2 separate regions of the Sus scrofa genome follow, and region 1 is linked to region 2. The links are chromatin contacts, called in public promoter capture Hi-C maps. All regions are on one chromosome and are shown on one strand. Each heading gives the region's core, a stretch centred on a gene start, on an enhancer-like site or on the middle of the called end of the contact. The rest is flanking DNA. Distances are from core to core; before and after follow the strand shown. Region 1 holds the start of ODF2 (outer dense fiber of sperm tails 2). Region 2 holds the start of URM1 (ubiquitin related modifier 1).

The links. Promoter capture Hi-C pulls out the DNA fragments that hold promoters and counts their contacts.
Region 1: a contact with region 2 is called in a promoter capture Hi-C map of liver, with 2.4 times the contacts expected there. The contact joins the promoter of ODF2 here to the promoter of URM1 in region 2. A contact is called at or near these places in 2 of 5 promoter capture datasets (both in liver), 6 of 47 Hi-C or Micro-C datasets (alveolar macrophages, embryonic fibroblasts, fetal liver and 3 more) and 1 of 2 datasets of contacts at active chromatin or transcription factors (alveolar macrophages).

The regions. Positions count from the first base shown.
Region 1 is chr1:268,856,478-268,860,692 of Sscrofa11.1, forward strand. ODF2 (outer dense fiber of sperm tails 2) reads left to right here and starts at 2,066. Exons shown (of 21, transcript NM_001193447.1): 1 at 2,066-2,293; 2 at 3,640-3,730. The coding sequence starts at 2,262.
Region 2 is chr1:268,796,500-268,801,071 of Sscrofa11.1, forward strand. It overlaps URM1 (ubiquitin related modifier 1), which reads left to right and starts at 1,940. Exons shown (of 5, transcript NM_001243487.1): 1 at 1,940-2,006. The coding sequence starts at 1,972.

The DNA of each region.
Region 1 (4,215 bases), core at 816-3,315, 60 kb after region 2:
CGGAGTAGAGGGCTCCCTAGCACCGGGGAATGAAAACCGTAAGCATTAGACGGTGAATGGGAAGGCAGAAGAGTGAGTTCTGTTGGAAAGAGCTGGTATTTAAGATTCCAGGTGGTGGACCAGGTATGTGACCCTGGGGATGCACGGGGAAGATGCGGGAAGCTGGCAGAGATGAGAAAGTCAAGGCACTGAGGCCAGGTGGACCCTGAGGATGCTAAAGTCTCCCAGAATCCAGGGCGGCTCCGTGAGCCACGTGACAGCCCTCCCACGATTGGCTGACAGTGAAGCATAGTTGAGAAGATGGCGACTCAGCGAGAACCTCATCCGAGTAGGTCTGTACACACAGTGGCATACAGTGTGCAGGAGGGCAGTGAGGAGCAAGGGGAGTGAGGCCCCTTCCTCCCGCCTGCACAAAGACAGGCGATGTGGGATGGGGATACTCTGGGTGGTGTGCGGAAGCCGGCTCCCCTCAGCAACAACAGGGGAGGAGAGACAGGGTTGCATTTCCAGAAGCAGTGAGCAAGCTCCGGACAATAGCTTGTCCTGTGACCGGTCTCTGGGCCCAGGGCCTAACGAATCGGAGGGAGCGGACTAGAGTTTGGGCGCTCCCTTGAGTTAAGGGAACCGAGGAGGGCCTAACGCAGGGTAAAGATGGCGGAGCAGGGAAGCCAGGCTTTGAACGGCGGGGCAAGCCCGGGCCAGGCCCGTCGGCGGCGTCGCGCGTCTCCAAGGCGACGCCACGCGTGGCCCGGAAATGGGCGGAGTTTCTGGCGGGGCGGGGTATCTCTGTGACGCCAGGGGTTGGGCCTAAATGGCGAAACCCGAGAGGCTCCCGGGGGGGTTTGAACTGGCCAATGGGCGAGCTGCCGACCGGGTGTCGGAAAAGGAGGCGGAAGCGGGGAGGAGTCGCCGCGGGAGCTGGTCTGCATCCGCCGCGGCGTCTCCATGGCACGACCCTGGCCTCCGACTTCAACGACTTCATAAGGAGGCGTTTCTGGGCGCAGCCGTGTCGCTCCTGGTGAGAGGTCGCCGGCAGGCGGGACCCAGGGAGGGATGGCCCCCGCCGAGGTCGCCGGGTCCCGCTGCCTCCCCCGGGTCGCCCCCTCCTGCACCCACCGGCGCGCTCGTCCCGCTCCCGTCAGAATCTGGCCTCCCTGCCCCGCCCACCGGCGCGGGCCTTCTCCTCCTCCCGCTAACGGGCGGGCGGCCGCCTCTCTCCTCACCTGGCCACTGGCAGAGCTCTGCTCCCTCCTCTGCTGCCCTGCGGCAGTGCTTCGCCCCTCTCTCTATGGGCAGAAACTGGTCCCCTTCTGCCCGCTGGTGGGTGATCGTCCCTTCTCACCGCCGACGGAGACTGGCCCCGCGCCCTCCTGCCCGGCAGTGGGCGTCGCCCCGTCCGCTTCGCCCCCCGCCCCCGAGGGCCTCGGCCGGGCGGTTATATGCCAGCTCCTTGTAGGCAGCTCTGTCCCCCGGGACCGCCTCTGGGCCGCCCGACCCGGCTGGGTGGGTTCACCGGTCCGGCGGGCCTCCTGGGGAAGCGGGGGTCTCACACCGGGTCTTTGCACGATCGAGCGTCTAACCTGCTCTAACTCGGATCTAAGCCCAGCCGGCCACTGCTGCGGCCGGGAGGATTTTCCCTCCGCCGACGGGTTACCCACTCGCTGCCTAGCCTCCCAGTCCCCAAGCAGCCTCTCCTCTTCCCTCCTTTAAATAGTATTGGTCCTCTGGGGTATCTATTTTGCTGGGAACGCCCCTTCTCCTAGGAAACTGTTGCCCAGGCCCCACCCCGAATATCCCTCCGGCTCTCCGTGCGGGTTCTGGCCGTTTGGGAACCACTTGGGGCCTTGTGGTTCTCTCCTGTCCACCTCTCACGCCAGCCAGCATTTCAGGTTTTCCTCCTGGTGGCCACTCACCTTTCCTCCCGTCTGGGACCTTGGTGTGGTCCTTTCTCTCCTAGTTCCTTCCCCCCTCACTCCCTGGGGAGGGGACCTCCGACCACCCCGCACACCCGCCACCCCACAGGTCGCTCAGCCTCTCCTATCTCCCCCACTTTGGCAGGACAGTTGCTGTGCGACTTGGACAGTAGAGGAGCGCCTCCCAAGTTTTCATCCACCTGCCACCCCCAAAGCTTCCACCCTTCTCCCCTCAGAGAGGACGTTTGATGCTGGGCCCCTGAGATTCTCATTGACAAGCCCCTCTGGGTCCCCCTGAGCAGAGCCTGCTGACCCAATTGCCCACCTTTGCGGCTTTGATGCCTAGCCATGTCTGCCTCATCCTCAGGCGGCTCCCCCAGGTACTGCCAGTGTGGGGGGGCGTGTCTGCCATAGGGCAGGGAAAAGTGGACAGGAGCTCCGAGGCTGGGCTCACTGGAGGCTTTTCTTTTCAGCTTCCCTGTTCTGTGTACTGAAAGCCTGGATCAAAACATTTAAAAATGATTTTTAAGAGGAAGGAGGAAAACGCAGGCACATAATCCCAGCTCTGCCTCCCCTGGCCCTCCCTCCCCAGGTGCCCCAGTTCCTGATGGCAAATAGGATTGCCATGGTTGTCTTTGGAATACTAGGCTCAGTGTGAATAAGAACAGTGATGTAGGAGTTGGATGCAGCAGTTAGCCAATAGTTGATGGGATCCATGTAGGTTGATGGAGAGCCTGCTGAGAGTGAGAGCTTGCCCAAATCTGTTGGCTTTAAGTGAACATTCTAAACCAGGAGGGGAAAAAAAAAACCTGTCTGCTCAGATTTGGTATTCCTTGGCTAAATGATTAGTAGGGCTCAAAAAAATTTTTTTAATCAAGGTGCTATATACATATAGCCCAATGTATGCTGAAGTTCTTAAGAATTCTTATGCTGCATTATTTGTTCCAAAATAACGGAGAGCGAGGGTAAAGTCATATTTTGGGGCTGTCATCAGGCAGTGAGTGGGATGGATCAAATCTGCTTTCCAGGTCCCTTCCCATTCTGGAATTCCTGGGTACACTGCTGCCAAATTTTGGAGATTAGACTTTTGCTCTATTTGCAAATTTGGTGATGGGGCTGTTTACATGTAAGCAAGATGAATTACACGTGGTATTACAAAATTCCAGAAAGACCAGAAATAACCCTGCTTCTTAGGTGCTTAAAGGGTAGCTAGTAGAATACTTTGGGAAATAGCCATTTTTCATCATCTTTGTTGAATATTTGACTTCGTTTTATGAATTCTGAGTCACAGAGACTTTGTTCCTGAGCCTATGGTTCTGCCTTTACATGTCAGTGATTCACAGAGCATTGCTCCAGGCACTGTCCTGGGCACTCTCACCCTTGGCCAGGCTCATGTGTTGACTCTCAGCCACATGCTGCCTGCTTTTTTGTGTCCTGAGAGACAGGATGACAGCTGGGCTTTTCAGCTAAAGGTCACAATATGTGTGATGCGAGGGCAGGTTAAAAGGCTAGCCCTGCAAATGCCCCCTACCCCCATTTTCCATCCCCCTGCCGGGCACACCATGAGCGTTTGGTGCTCGCGTAAAGGGAGCCAGGTGATTCCAGACTGGTTCTCCTAGCCGTGAACTCGTTTAGCCACCACATGTGATATATAACTTCAGGAGATCTAAGAAATAGAAGAGCCCTAGTTTTCTGCTTATAATCTGGTTCTTGTGCCTGGGTACAGGTTTCCATCGTGTGGTAAGAACGGAGTAACGAGTCTCACGCAGAAAAAGGTCTTGAGGACACCTTGTGGCGCACCCAGTGTGACCGTGACGGTAGGTGCAGCACCCTCCCGCCCGCGGCTCTGCCAGCAACCTCTTCTGCTGGCCCCACAGGGGCTGGACGCTGGGCTCCGTGCCTCCACGCATTTCCTGCTGATGAACTGGGTTTGGGTTTTGCCTGTGGTAAGGCTGCCGGGTGTAAGGAGGTTGTCTGAACCCAATTCTTCCAGACAGATTTCAGAACATCTTAAAACAGATTTTCAAAAAAAAAAAGTCAAGGAAAGAATGGGGATTGATAGGGCTGGGGGGGTGGGGCACGTGTTCTGCCCTGCTGATGTATTGTCTTCAGAATCCGCACAACCTTCTCATCTCGGCCTTTCCTCCGGCTTTCTGTCTTCCTCGTCTTTTAACCTGCCTGCTGCCTGCTGGCTTTGCACCCTAACTGGTTGGTGTGTTTCCTGTGCTCGCGCGCATGCCCAGTTCAGATGCGGGTGTAAAGGGCCCCCGGCCCTGCAGCTGCGCTGTGCTGAGTCGCAGGA
Region 2 (4,572 bases), core at 690-3,189:
AGCCTGTGGTTTTGATGCCTTGGGACATCTACTTCGCTCCCTTTTTTTTGGGGGGGGGGCCTGCACCCACAGCATATGGAGGTTCCCAGGCTAACGGTCGAATCAGAGCTGTAGCCACTGGCCTACGCCACAGCCACAGCAATGCCAGATCCAAGCCACATCTGCAGGCTACATCACAGCTCACAAGCAATGCTGGATCCTTAACCTAGTGAGTGAGGCCAGGGATCGAATGCGTGTCCTCATGGATGCTAGTCAGATTTGTTTCCACTAAGCCACGATGGGAACTCACCCTCCCTTTTTTTCAGCTGGGCAGACAGCATGTGAAGTTCCCAGGCCAGGGATCAAACCCAAGCCAGACCAGTAACCAGAACCACAGCAGTGACAACACTGAGTCCTTAACCACTTGGCTACCAGGGAACTCCATGCCTTGGGCTTTTGTAACAGGCTCTAGGGGTCTCCTTATCTCCTTTCCTGTTCCCCTCCACAGTTCTCCACATTGAATCCAAGAAGGATATTTTAAAACACAGTTCTAGGAGTTCCCACTGTGGCACAGTGGGTTAAGGATCCAGTGTTGCTGCAGCTGTATCTTGGATCCCTGGCCCAGGGAACTTCCACATGCCTGGGAGTTGGCCAAAAAAGAAAAAGAGAAGAGCAACAACAAAACCCAGTTCTAGGAGTTCCCATCGTGGCTCAGCGGTGTACTCGACTAGTCCATGAGGGCAAGGGTTTGATCTGTGGCCTTCCTCAGTGCGTTAAGGATCTGGCGTTGCCATGAGCTGTGGTCTAGGTCACAGACACGGCTCAGATCTGGTGTTGCTATGACTGTGGTGTAGGCTGGCAGCTACATCTCCAATTCAACCCCTAGCCTGGGAACCTCCAAATGCCGTGGGTGCGGCCCTAAAAAGACAGACAGACAGACAGACAGACACACACACACACACACACACACACAAAATAGAGACAAATTCTTACCTGGCTCACAGGCATGATTTGGCACCTGCCCACCCTTCTCGCCCTCATCTCCTACCACACCCTCATTCATCCTCTGCTCCCCAGTTTCCACTTTCTTCTCTTGGTGCTCCAGCATGTTCTCCCACCCAGAGCCTGTGCACTTTCTGCTCTCACTAGAATGCTCCCAGAGGTTTTTCTCCCCTCATGATTACCTCTCCTCAGTTAACTCTCCTCAGGCTTTAGAGCTTAGCTCTAGTCTGGGTCAGTCCTTTTGTCCACTTCTGCAGCACAGCACAGAAGTTCCTGGGCCAGAGATGGAACCCGCACCACAGCTGTAACCAGAGCTACTGCAGTGACAATGCCAAATCCTTAACCCGCTGAGCCACCAGGGAACTCCAGTCCTTTTCTTTTTAAAGTTCCTATAACTCCATATAATTTCTTTCAGCTTGAGATTTTGCTTTACTAGCATGACTGGTATTTCCCCCACTAGACTGTGAGTGCCCTAAAGGCAGGAACTTTGCTTATGCAGTTCATCACCGTGGCACGCGGAGGACGTGCAAAAATATCTGCTTAATGAGTGATATCCAAACTGACAGCAAAAGGGGCGGTTGGATGGCGAGTCGATGGCTCAGGAGAGATTTCCGGGCTGGAAATAAAGATCTGGACGGCCTTGCCCAAGCGGTGTGCAGACTAAAGAGAATACGTAACTAAAGCAAGATAAACTGTAAAGTGGCTCACAGTCACTGCGCAAAGATGCCGGGACTCTCCACCGCCTAGCTGTAGCTCACCCAAGTCGCTACCCGCCCTGGCCGCTTGGACCCGGTTCCTAAAAAGCAGAGGGAACCATCTCAAAGACGATCAGGTACCGCGACCCTCCAGCCTCGGGTCTTAGCTCCAGGTCTTCGTCCAATCGCTGAGGAGCAGGATTTCCCGGCACCGCCTCTTCCGTCCGCGGCGACCGGAAGCGGGGCAGTAGCGCCGGAAGTTGAGGGAGTTTCCTGTGAGCTCGGCTTCCTCAATATGGCGGCGCCCTTGTCAGTGGAGGTGGAGTTCGGGTGAGTCACAGAACTGGGGCGTCGTGGGGGTGAATTGAAGTCGTCGGGCCTGGAATTGCCCTCTCTCTGCCTTGGGGCCTGTCACGACCGAATCGCCGAGGTTTCTGGCGACTTCCCTAAGCTACGCCACTCGCCTCAGAGAGCTCGGGAGGTCCGGTCTCCCTGGGCGACGAGGCCGTATGTTCAGGAATAGAGGCGCATGCCCTGGCGTGAAGGTGCGCTCTGGGCACTCCTCAGGGCCCTGCACCGTGCTGGACCCAAAAGGTGTGACGGTTAGCAGGCGGCCTCCTCACCTTCTTTGCCAACCCCGTTTTGGGCCAGTCCCATGTGTCTGGCGTCTGAGCTCCCAGGACCGAGAAGGACTACCTTCCCCCCGATGTCTTCCTTCGGGCAAAAAGTTCCGTTTACACGGTTCTTGGAGGCTGCTTTCTCGTGGGATGTGTGGTCATGACGAGACTCCTTTTTTCTCTTTCCCAAGCTGTCGGGGGTGCTAAACAGACCTGAACACCATCAGGTACATTCAGTAAACTTATTGAGTGCCTCCTGCAGGTCTTGAGTCAGGGATAAGGAGCTCAATAAGGTAGCACAGTGAAGGAGACTAGCCGTGACAGTAAACAATGCACGAGATTAAAAAGTGCAGAATTGGGACGCACGCACCAGTAACGGAAGAGACTCAAACCAGCGAGGAGTCTCCTTATGCCACTGTCGTCTTCCTCCTGCAAACAGAAGGTTTTTCACATAATTTCAGAGCTGAGAGCCACCGCAGGGCATAAAGAGGAGGCAAAGAAACTGAGACACTAAGAGATGGGTGGTATCCTTTCCAGAGTCACATGGGAAAGCTAGGACTAGACTTGTCTGTGTGTGTGAGATAAACAAGTCAAGGCTTATGTGAAAGGAAAAGTAGTGTGGGATGGGAACCTAAAATCTCTGCCCATAAATGCCACCCTTCCACTGGATGCCCCCAGTTTCTCTCATGTTTTCCCTTCATTGAGTAGTCCATTCACCAGTCATTTATTGAGTGCCTACCATGTGCCAGGCAGTGAGCCAGGCACGGAGGATACAAAGATAAATAGAACTTTGTCCATGCCCCGCAGTGTTCAGCGTTTCTATCCATTACAGGGAGGTAGTCTCATGAATGTTAACTGCAGTTTAATTGATGGTATTGTCTGGCCCCATCAGTCCACTTAGAACTCTGCTGGTTTGGCCTCCTGACTCTTTTGCTTTACTGACCCTTTTGCCCAGCTGTGGCCCCCATGGCCTGGGGGTGCTAGGAGGACCTTTGCTGCTTTGACAGGCCTCAGCAGAGCTGAAAAGGGAGAAGCCGCAGGTTGCTAGCATTAAGGTTTATCTACTGCCAGCTTACCTTTCATTCTCACTCTGTCAGGCACAGTACTCAGTCTGCCAGGTACTATGCTGGCAGCAGTGGGGAAGTCCTTTGGGGGAGATGTAGTGCTTTCCCTCCAGAGCTTCCAAACTCGCTTAAGTACCCATTTTTTCAGCCTGACCACTGCTGCTTCCCTTCCCCCCAAGAGCAATAGTGAGCCCCAACAAGGCAAGACGGCTTTCCTTCTACCACCACCACAGTGTCCTGTGGGCAGTGCGGCTTCTCGGGAAGCAAGAATGCCCGATGTGTATGCCAGGCCCCAATTCCTCCGCTCTGTCTCTGTCTAAATGCATGTTTTTTGCCCCTGGCCTTTCTTTCGTTTCCTACATCTCTTAGCAGACTTCCTTCACCCCTCTTCTGAACCTAAGTAGATTTGCAACGAAGCCACCTTGCGCATCATTCTCTCCCTTTTGTCCCCAGATACCACCCCGATCCTTGAAGAGTTCTGAGCTCGGACTTTGCCTTTTTCCCCTGAGCAGATGTGGTCCTCTCAGCCCACCAGCCGTGATAGCCACTCTAGAAGACCCCACCCACCCACCCTTGTCCTTCTTGTTAATGAAGGGTCCTCATCTTGCCTCTTGAACAGAGCATTGTCTCAGGTCACACAGGATTCAAAATACGTAGGACAGATGTGTTTCGTGTCCCTGCAGCCCAGATGTGAGATCCCCTCTGCCTTTTCCCATAACCTCTTTCTTGCGTCTGGGAGGTATTGGCAGAGGGAGGGAATGCCATTGAGGTCAGAGGAAAAGTGGGGGAAATGGGCATCTTCATTCATTCGGCAGACGTTTCGAGTGCTGTGCACCAGGCCCTGCTTTAGGCAGAACTTGCATTCCAGCAGGTGGAGGATAATGTAGACGATAAAATGATGACAGTAAACTAGAAAAAGCGAAGGCCATTTGGGGAAGGTCTATGCCAGTCACCAGTACCACCAGTACCACCAGACACCTCCCACCGGGAACTGAGGAGTGGGGGGAAAATGAGGCATCTTAGGTTGTCATTCCTTGATGGAGTTTGATTAGCAGGTCCCGGAGGACGTAAGAGAGACTAGCTTAGGTCCTCTTCTGGGACCAAAACAGGCCCCTGCCTGCCTCCCTGAATCTCTCCAGAAGCTGGGCCTGCACCTTCTTCCCCTCCAGATGTGCTGTCAGCAGAAACGCCAACCCCTCGCTGGGAGGCTAGTGA